2 separate regions of the Rattus norvegicus genome follow, and region 1 is linked to region 2. A link is a contact called in public Hi-C data. All regions are on one chromosome and are shown on one strand. Each heading gives the region's core, a stretch centred on a gene start, on an enhancer-like site or on the middle of the called end of the contact. The rest is flanking DNA. Distances are from core to core; before and after follow the strand shown.

Region 1 (5,399 bases), core at 1,357-3,856, 55 kb after region 2:
CAGGCCACCCAACAGCCAGCTATGGATGGAGAAGGGGCTCACAGACCCCTACCATGCACTGCTAAACTATTGGCTACTGCAATAACCAATCTCGGTTGCCAACCTAACACACTTAGGAAGAGGGAACCTCGGCTGATGAATTACCTCCACCAGGTTGGCCCGTGGCCTTATCTGTTGGGAAATATTCTGATGACTGATTGATACAGGAGTTACTTGATATGGAGGGTGCTTCTCACTGTGGCTGGTGGCATTCCTGGGGCTGTATAAGAAAGGTGGGTGAGCAAGCCAGGGGAACTACCCATTAAGTCATGTTCCTCTGTAGTTTCTGTTTCAATTCCTGCCTCCAGAGGCCTGCCTGAGTTCCTACCATGGCTTCCCACGCTGAAGCCTGTGGGACTCTAACCTGTGGGACATAATGAACCATATCCTCCCCAGGTTCATTTTAGTCCGTGTCTTAGTCAGCACAAGAAAGCAAACTAGGCAGCTGCCAACAGATTCAGAGGGAGATGGGGAGACAGAATCAGACTGTCCACTGACGGGTGAGCCCAGCAGACTCCAATGGTCAGTTTCAAATTTATGGTCACACAGATTCTGTAGCCCTAATTAAATTCTGTAGGGCATGAAACACAACAAAATGTCGTTGATATGGGAATCTGAATATGGGAGTATGTAGGGAAGACGGGAAGCCAGCAGGGGTGGGAGGGATATAACTGGAATGTGGTTTGTACCTGGGTGAAATTGTCAAAGAAGAGAGTGTATTCATTAAAAATAAAAATGAACCATAATTTAATGTGGTATTTTAAAAGGATAAAATTATCAAACTATGGGCTATCTCTCCATGTTTATAAAGTTTTATCAAAACAAACCTCGGGAGCTAAGGGGGTGACTCTTGGTGCGGGAGTACCTGCCATACAGCACTGAGTTCAGACCCAGCACCCAGGTAAAAGAGCTGGCAGGGTGCATATGCCTAGAACCCCAGTCTTGGGAGGTGGAGACAGGCTGATCCCAGGGGTTCACTGGCCAGTCAACCTAATTGAAGTGGTATATTGGTTTGAATGAGAATGGCCTCCACAGAATCAGATGTTTGAAGACTCTGTCCCCAGTTTGTTGAAATTTTTAGGAAGGATTAGGAGGTGTGGCCTCATTGGAGGTGTGTCACTGGGAACAAGGATTGAGGTTTCAGAAACCTCTTCCCATTTTCAGAGCCCTCCCTCTTGTTTCTGCTTGTGGTTTTGAGATGTGAGCTCCTGCTGTTCCCACCTGCATGCATTTGCTCTAATAATGTGCTCACTAAGCCTCTGAATCAGTAAGCTGAGTCCAATGCTTTCTTTTATAAGTTGACTTGGTCATGGCATTTTTGTCACAGCAAAATAGAAAAGGATAAGTAATACAAATGTTCAGTTTCAGGTTCAGTGGGAGACTGTGCCTCAAGGTAGTAAGGTGAGACTGATAGAAAAGAACACCCAACATGGGTATTTATATAGAAATGCATGCACACATAAACACACACATACATTCACACATAGACACACATATACACTCACACACATCATACACACACATATACACACATACATTAACACATACACACATTCACACGTACACACATATATACTCACACACATACTTTCACATACATACAAACTCAAATATGCACACAATCATATGCATGCATGCACATTCATAGACATGCATACACATATACACTCACACACATCATACACACACATACACACACATGCATTAACACATACACACATTCACACATACACATATATACACTCACACACGTACTTTCGCATATACACAAACTCGAATCTACAAACACTCAGATGTATGCACACACATTCACAGACACACATACACTCACACTCTCACACACACACACTTACACTCCAAACGCATACACACTCATTCATCATACACACACCACTTACACATATTCTCTCACACAAACTCACAGCACACACACTCACATATGTGCACACACCCTTACACTCACACACACTTTCACAAACAAAAACATACACTCTCACACATGTGCACACTCTCACAAACACATATACACACCACTTATATATACAGTCACAAACGTGCACACACGCTCATACACACTCACACACATGTACACACTCACACACATGTACACACACACACACACACACACACACACACACACACAATTTTTATGGGACTAACTCCAAGATTTATTTATTGGAATTACGTTGACCTAATGTCAACTCCAGCTTTTATTGGAACTGAGCCGATCTGGCCTCTCTGCTTTCTGTTTGCATGGATTTTAACAGCCTGCCCCCAGCTGTGCTTTTGCAGAATTGGGCAGCCCAGTGCCCCTGCTCCCCCACCTCTCCTCTAGGCTACATGTGCCTTCCAGATTTCTCAGACTTCAAATACTGACGGAAAGGAGACAGAGTGATCACGTGCTTCCTCGTGATTTTCTGCCAGAAGGAGCCCAAGCATATGTTTGTCAGGAGTCTTTGGATTGCAAGACACAAAACCAAGTTTGAGCTGGTCTGGGGGTGGGGGGGGGTTGAGTGTTTATTAACGCACACAGCCTGATGACAGGAAGGACAAAGGGCCAGCTAGGCACTGTGACTAACCAGGGCTTGAGCGTGACTAACCAGGGATTCCAGATTCCTGAGCCATGCTGCTGACCCCTTGCCACTCTCTTTAGCCAGCACCCTTTCAGGCAGTCTCTTTCCACTGCTGGAAACATGACTGTCTCCCAAGGTCTCCATGCTCAATTCACAATAAGGACAAGGAGACCCAGTTCTTGAGTTTAGGAGAAGAGCCCTTGAGTAGCCATTCTGAGGGCCCAGAGCCACTTCCGATGGCTACCCATGCCTGCCCTGGAATGTGGTGAGAAGGTGGTAGGTCTTAGCTTTTCCCCAAATCATAATGTTGGAGTTAAGAAGTGTTTACCAGAAAACCCTGGAGGTGAGGGGGTGAGTGAATGGCTGGGTGCTTGTCTTTCAGAGATGGATGGAGGAGACAGAGAAGGGAGAAGAAGGAAAGCCCCATCCTTCCCAGTGCCGTGGTCTAGGGATGAGGCTGAGACATGCTGAGGAGGTCAGCTTGCTCAGGAGAAATGACTGGGATATCAAGTATCTGAGAGGCCAGGCTCTCTAGCTATTCAACCAATGTTTAGTAGCCTGCCTGAACTCAGGAAACTTAACGGATTGGGATTGGAACGCTCTCTTTGTGACCAGTTGACTCGCTGATTTCAAAGATATAGTCAGAGATGCCCTATGGGAGGTAGAATCTGTCTCTCAGCCAGTCACTACCCCACCTTACTGATGCTGCTACCAAGGTTCTCTTCCTGTACTAGTTCAGCCTTCCCCAGTCTGAGGCACTCCACACTCAAAGAAGAATCTTACTGGAAGTTGTTGATGTCCCCCTCTGAATCTTTGAGTACAGATGTGGTTCCCATCCCTTTAAGTCACCTTCTTCTTTGTTTTTCTTGGAATTCTCCTTGTGATTTCTTGGCCATTTTAAGGGCTGACTTGCAGAGCTTTTAGTTTATTTATTTATTTTTTTAATGAAGCAATCATCTCGATGAAGTGGTGTGCATCTGTGTTTAAGAACTCAGGATGGCACAGTCTTTAGTCCCAGCACTCAAGAGACAGAGGCAGGACAATATCTATATGGTCAAAGCCAGCCTGTTCTAAAGAGTGAGCTCCAGGAGAGCCAGAGCAATGCTGGGGAGACCCTGTCTCAAAAGAAAAAAAAAGAAAAAGAAAGAAAGAACAAGAAAATGAAAGAGAAGGAAAAGAAATGGAGGGAGGGAGGAAGGAAGACCAATTTATGGGGCCAGAAAGATGGTTCAGTGGTTAGGAACACTTGCTGCTCTTGCAGAAGACTGGAATTTGGTTCCCAGCACCCATAAGAGAACTCGTAAAGGCCTGTAAATCCATCTCCTGGGACATGACACTCTCTTCTGGCCTCTTCAGGCGTCCAAACACACACGTATGCACACTGCATACACACGCTCGTGTGCACACAAACGCAAAGAGAGAGGGGAGAGAGAGAGAGAGAGAGAGAGAGAGAGAGGAGAGAGGAGAGAGGAGAGAGGAGAGAGGAGAGGAGAGAGAGAGAGAAAGTTTTTGAAAACAAAACAGAAACATACTAAGCTGCCCAGGTTTCATGCAGAGTTCTTTCTTCTCAAGGTGCCTGAGAGGTCCAAGTGAGAGAACTCACTCAAGTATGTTGAAAAGGCTCTGTATCAACTTCTCATAGCAGAGGTGTTACACAACCTCTTAGTATCTTAGCAATCTGAAGGCTGAGACATAATTGAGACTCTGTGAGGCGGAGGGGGTTGGGGAGGGGAGAGAGAAAAGCTCTTCTTGTTTCATTTGCCTTCTAGAAATAAATCCTATGCCTGCCTGGTTCACTTGTTAAAATATAGGCTCCAATATCTGGGGACCTATGAGGCTGTGATTTAATCTCCAGCGCCATTTTTTAAAAAGGAAAGTCCCACTTGCCAGGCAGGAGCTCTGGCTGCCTGACTGCAAGGCACTGGCACTGCCCGTACAGAGCAATTGCTCTAATTGGTGATTTCTAACCCTATCATTTTGCTGTGCTAGGCGTTTTCCTGAACATTATGCCATCTTAGAGGAAGGCTCTCGCTGGGGTTAAGGGCCTAGTTTTCAATGCTATCTACAGTGTCTGGGGATGAGTTCCGAGCAGGATGTTGGCTGGTCCCATGATCTTTGCCTGTTTCCTTTTCTGCAGAACCAGAGGTCTTTGGTATCTGTATTCCCCAAAGCTGTTAGGAGGAGAGACTTCAGTTTACAGAAAGGATAGAGAATAGTTTCACATAAGCAGGGCATGATGGCGCACACTGCAATTCCAGCACTTGGAAGGTGGAGGCAGGAGGATTAAAGGATATTTCAGACATAGTCACAAAAGTGGTACTATGTATACTACTGTGTACTTTTCTTACTTGGTAACACGCATGCCGTGCCTGTGTGTGCGTGTGTGTTCACCCAGTGGAATATAATGCTGGCGTTATAGCACGGTGGCATTATTTCCTGCCGTGTATGTGTGGGTATATACCTCTATTTCTGCCTGAATTACTAATGGCATGGTGTGGGCTGGCATCTTCCTAAGCACTGCCATGACACGGGGGCAGCCAGAATAGGAGAGTCAGTGCTGAGCTCTCCTTGTGGTTAGAAGACTCAAACTTTGCTCTGAGGCTGGGCTCCAGGATCTTTCTGGGCATGGACCTCTCTTCTACGACATTTTACATAAAATCATGAAAATCAGCATGCCCATCAGGACCTAGGAAATACTTTCTACAAACCAGCAACTGTTAAGATGTGAACTTATTAAATAAATGACCGCAGTGCATGTCCTCTTTCAGCATCAAGAAGTAAATATTA
Region 2 (5,649 bases), core at 2,151-4,650:
GGGGAGAACCTGTGTCACGTCAGGTTCATGGTTGCCAGTGTCTGCCTTCGACAGGCCGATCAGAGCGCTGGTGATAAGATCAGGCTAGATTCTTGATTCCTCCAAAGAGAGACAATTCTAGAAAAGAACACCTTTGGGCCACTGAGAAACATTTTTTTTAAAGGACACCTTCATGCATTTCTGTCATTAGAACTCTTTCTGATGAAACCAATTCACATGAGAGTTTTATATATATAAATATAATCAGACACATATATGCATAGTCCTGTTTTGGCTTGTTTCTTAGTTACTCTGCCACTGCTTACTGAGCAGCCGTATGCTCACGAGAAAATACAATATACAACGATAAATATTATATTTATTGTATATCAATTTATATATCACCCTCTCTGTATGCTTATGCCTACCTGAGAGGGAGGTGATGCAGAGGAGTGGGGGGGGTGAAGGGACATTTTTAGCACCCTAATACCTGGCAGGTACACACAGCTCCTCTGAGGACTCAAAATGCTATGAGGGTTCAGAAGGAGCCAAGCCATGAGGCTGAGAGCCCTGTGAAAGAGATGGAGCTGGACCTGAAGGACTCCTGTCATGAGGCCTCTTGGCAGGGTTGGAGCTGAGGGTGGGGGTCCTGGCTTTCCCATTGTGGTCAGTGTTACAAGGAGGGTGGTGTCAGGCTGGGAAGAGGATGGAGTAGCCCAAGAAGACTGATTAGTCCTCGGGTAGAAGACGAGGAGGAGTGACCAGAGCTCTTCATACGGAAGGATATGACCTGGACACTTGGAATCCTCAAAAGGGCCTTTCGCTTCTCAGTCGGTGGCATTCCCATCTGAGGGATGACGGGGGAGAAATGAAACAGACTCAAGTTTCCACCTCCACCTTGCAGTCAGGGGAGGACCTCTTCTCTCCGAAGGACAAATGGAAATCCTGTTTATTTAAGGGCCCTGAGCATTATTCATTGTGAAGTGCCCCGTGCGTTCTAATGGGACTCCAGACCCACTCATGGAAATAAAAGGAAGCTGTCTCCTTGTGAATGGCAGTCACAAATGACAAATATTTGAGGACTGCCATAGAAACAGATGCACATCTTCCTGCAATGTGGGAAGTGGCTTCGGTAGCACCCACTTGATGAAAACAGCCTTCTTCCCAATGATCCACCTATGACATAGAGATGGGGAGGAGGGAAGGGGTGTTAAGATAGGGCAGAGAGGTGGCCTGCACAGTAAATGCTCATAAAACAAAAGGCTGGGACCAGAGACTGGGGGGCCTCAGAAGATCTGGGGTTCCAGGCAGCAGAAATTAACAGGGCCCTACAGGAAGGATTGGATCCAGGATTTCTCTCTCTTCTTGGCTCATTATTTTAAAGCAACAGACTTCTGAATAGGAGAGTTGTTGGCCTAGGTCAGTTAGGTTTGTCTGCTTGTTTGTCTTGAGACAGAGCCTCATATAGCTCAGGCTAGCCTCAGATTCCTTGTATGGCAGAGGTAGCCTGGAACTCTTGATCCTTCTGCCTCCTGATGAGTGCTGGAATGACAGGCTACCACACTGGTTTTGGTTAGGTAGCCTCTGCTCCTTCATACGAGGTAGAACCTCTGATGGGTAGTTCCCAGGGAAGACCGGACATTTTTTTTTTCCTCACTAGATGAATGGATAGTGTTTAAAGGGAGAGGGATTGAGGAAAATGGAAAGCCATAGACTTGTAAAATTCACAGCTGTTCTCAACCTTTGTTTGTTTCTATGGTCACCTCTGAACCACATCTGTGTTTGGCCTCCAGTATGCGCCTGGAACCCCAAAGCCACCAATGGCTTTTTCTGTGAGGCCAGCGTTTAAGGCTTGCCCTGATGAGTTCAGCTGGCAGAGTAGCTCAAGGTCAGTGTCACAAAAAGATGCTAACGATTGCAGCCAGCTGACTTCCCCTGCTGAGGCTTTCACTTCAGGGAGGGTGTAGGGGCACAGTTCTAGCCAAGCCTTAGTTACAAAGGTTGATTAGCAGTAATGAATTAATAAGCCTTGCTTCTTTTTTAAACCCTTCTACTGGGACATTATTGTGGCTCTATGTTGTCACTGGCTTCAGCCCCAAATCTTGGAAAACTTCAGAAAACTTCTAAGCATTCACTCAAAACTCAACAATGTATGCGTCCTGTATTGATTGGAATAAGCTGTAGGTTCATGTCAAGAGAGCTACAGCGACAGTGGCTTAAACACGAGGTTTATGTCTCCCTCCAGGAGACATAGATAGCCATGAGCCATCTGGGGTGTCCTCTGCAAGTTCGTCAGGGGCCCAGTCTTCCTCTAGCACATCACCTCTCCTAACCGAAGATGGCCCTTGTCCTGGGTGTTCTACGTGGTAGTTTAAGCTTTACCTCCACGGACTCATTTCAGGAAGAAGGTTAGAGAATGGCCAAAGAAGCAAGGGACTGAAAAAGGTTCTAGAAGCTACCCTATAATATTTTCACTTATGTCCCTTTGGCAAGAATGGGCTACCTGTGGCCACAAAGAATGCTGAGAAATGTGAGTCCCTTAGTTAGGGTTTCTGTTGCTACAGTGAAACATCCTGGCCAAAAAGCAAGTTAGGGAGGAAAGGGTTTATTTGATTTACACTATATTGCTCTTTATTATTGAAGCAAGTCAGGACAGGAACTCAAACAGGACCGGAACCTCGAGGCAGGAGATGATGCAGAGGCCATGGAGAGGTGCTGCCTACAGGCTTGCTTCTTATGGCTTGCTCAGCCTGCTTTCTAATAGAATCCAGGACCACTAGCCCAGGGACAGCATCACTCACAATGGACTGGGCCCTCCCCCATCAATAACTAATTAAGAAAATACCTACAGCTGGATCCTATGAAGACATTTTCTCAATTAAGGTTCCCTCCTTCCAGATAACTCTATAATTGTGGTTCTCAACTGTCCTAATGCTATAACCCTTTAATACAGTTCATCATGTTGTCTGACCCCCAACCATAAAATTATTTTTGTTGCTACATCATAACTGGAATTTCGTTACTATTATGAATGGTAATGTAAATATCTGTGTTTTCTGATGGTCTTAGGTGACCCCCCAATGGATCACGACCCACAGGTTAAGAACCACTACTGCAGTTTTCCTGTTAAGTTGATGTAATACTAGCCAACATGGCAGGCTTTGTCCTGTTTCGCTGTATACCCTGCTCAACTCCAGGGACTGAGTTACCATGAATTGGGTGGGAACTGAGCAACCAGCAGCCGCCTTTGCAGTATTTATGCAGGCTGGACACATAAAGGGTGGGTGCAGCCTGTGCCTCTGAGAAGCATTTCCTGGGGCTCTCATTTTGGCAGGCTGGGCGGACAGGCACCTTGCTTGACTGCTCGGCTGTGAAAGTGCAGTTCAAGGGAAGAGCACAGGTGGATGAAGTACCTTTGGCCCGTCAACATCAGCTTTCCTTCTGAGAGCGCTTGTACATTCAAGCTCATGTCAAGCGGGCAGTGGTGTGGAACGCTCCCCGTGTGTCTCTCCTTAACAAGAAAGGTTGGAAAGGCACCATTCATTGTCAAGATTATTCTGAGATATAGCCCAGCGGTTGAGTATTTGCCTGCTCCAGAATATCCTTACGGTCCTAGAGAGTCCATGAATAGTTGCTGCTGCTATTGTTGTTGTTGCTGCTGCTGCTGCTGCTGCTGCTGCTGCTGCTGCTGCTGCTGCTGTTGGTGGTGTTTTGATATTTATCTTGCCTTAACCCACAGTTAGGTTAAGGCAAGATAAATATCAAAACACCACCAACAATGAATGGTGCCTTTCCAACCTTTCTTGTACTCTTAATATGATTGTTCTCTTTTGAATTCAACTGAAAGACACTCAGAAAAAGGAAACATGTCCTTTTGTAGGTCAGAGGGCAAAGATGCAGCAGAGGATCATGGGAAGCAGCACTGAGTGTTAGTCAGCCTTTCCCATCTCCTCTCTTTGTGTCTTAGAATGAGGTTGGCTTACAGTAGAGTGTTGTTGTAAAAATATAAAAATAATAAGGAGTAACGGTGTCTTTTACCCCGTAGCTCTGTACCGCGGTGCCCAGATATCTGCTAGATATCTTGGCGGAAACACATCCCAGCCGCACACTTTCCTACACTCAAACCCTCACATAAAAGAACACACAACACAATAATCTTAGATCCAATTGGTAAGATATAATTGCCCACTTAAACATACAATGCCCGGTACCATCCATCCCTTGAGAACATTAATAACAACCTGTAAATACACAGAGCAGAATCTTAACATCACCTGCCATCTTGTCCTGCCACGGCTTCTCCGCCCCTCTCCTCTGCCCTGTCTCTTCCTCTCTCCCCTAGTCTCCTCCTCTTCCTTCAAACTTCTCTCCCGCCCATCCTTCCTTCTCCTCCAATGACAGGCCTCCTTCTATCCTGTGTCTGCCTCACCTGTGACATCATCCTACAGTAGGGTCTTGGAATCCAGGTGTTTTGAGGGGAGGGAAAAAGAAACAGCAGAGCACAGGAGAGCGGTTGGGGTGTGGACAGGGATGTTGGGACCTCTCTGAAGCACCATGGTGAGGCATGCAACTAGAGGGGGCCAGGTCTGGCTGAAAAGACCACACAAGGCCACAGGCCACCGAGTGATTAGGAAGAGAGAATATTCTGAGACGTGCCCTCTGTCTATCATGGCTGTTTCTAGTTTGTACCCTTCAAAGCCTCACTAGTATGTGGTCTACCCAACCAAGTTTCATCCCCATCTTTTACCAGAAGGAAAATACGTTCATCTGTGGCCACAACAGTGGCTTCGACTCATAATAAGAAACCTGGAGGCAGAGGCTCTGGAGGTGGTGTGTGTTCCATTATGGCTTCTGGGTGCCAGGCTGCTTCTGGCTGTCTGCACTCAGCTGTTCTTACTACATCCTTGCCTCTATGGGCACTAAGGTGACTGTTCCTGTAGCACCGTATCCTAGGACCATCAGAACAGTGAGCCCCCAATGATGTTCACATCCTAACCTCTGACTCTGTAACTATATTAAGTCAGGTGACAGAGGAGATGTGTATATGTCTGTTTTATGCAACTATGAAAAAATAACACAGGCACTTTGTAAAGAAAAGTGAATTTGACTGTTTCAGAAGTTGGAAGTCAAAGACCAGTAGCCTGGCTTCTAGTGAGGGCCCCCTTGACTACTTCTTGGCGTGAGAATGAGCGTGAGGGCAAGTGGGAAGAAACCACACGGTGGGACAGGAAATAGGGATCCAAGAGTCAGGCTGTCTGTTTCTACAACACCATCTACAGGGACTGTGGGGTTCAGAGAACTACATCAACCCCTTTAAAGGATAGCCCCCTCAGTGACTAAGACCTTCTAGAAGAATCTGCCTTTTAAAATGTTACTACCTTAGCATTGCCACAGTGAGAGCCAAGCACATTCATTGTGTGTGGGGAGCACACTCTCCGAACCATTATGTAGACCAAGAGGCAGAATCAGAGATGGGATGACCTCAGAGAGATGAGACATGCACTTCAAAGACAGAGGGAGAGGTCCGTGAATCAGGAAATGCAGATGGCCTCAGGGAGTTAGAAGAGAGGAGGACTTGGACGCTCCCCAAGAGCGAAGGGAACGAAAGGCTGACACACATTCTGATGTTTGCCCGATGCTCCGCCATGTCAGATGTTTGACCCATGGAAA

Evidence for each region. Hi-C and Micro-C count contacts between places; a contact is called where the count stands out from the background.
Region 1: a contact with region 2 is called in a Hi-C map of kidney, with 4 times the contacts expected there. The contact joins two enhancer-like sites. A contact is called at or near these places in 4 of 12 Hi-C or Micro-C datasets (Schwann cells, kidney and psoas muscle).

What each region holds. Positions count from the first base shown.
Region 1 is chr5:77,268,780-77,274,178 of GRCr8, forward strand. It overlaps a transcript of Pakap not described here. Among named protein-coding and RNA genes, the nearest start is that of Pakap, 130 kb to the right of the region's middle. Within about 2 kb of position 2,607, at least 12 of the 93 cell types and tissues checked have an H3K27ac peak or open chromatin away from gene starts, as enhancers often do. A contact at or near this core is called in kidney, where this site is marked.
Region 2 is chr5:77,212,746-77,218,394 of GRCr8, forward strand. It overlaps a transcript of Pakap not described here. Among named protein-coding and RNA genes, the nearest start is that of Pakap, 180 kb to the right of the region's middle. Within about 2 kb of position 3,401, at least 4 of the 93 cell types and tissues checked have an H3K27ac peak or open chromatin away from gene starts, as enhancers often do. A contact at or near this core is called in kidney, where this site is marked.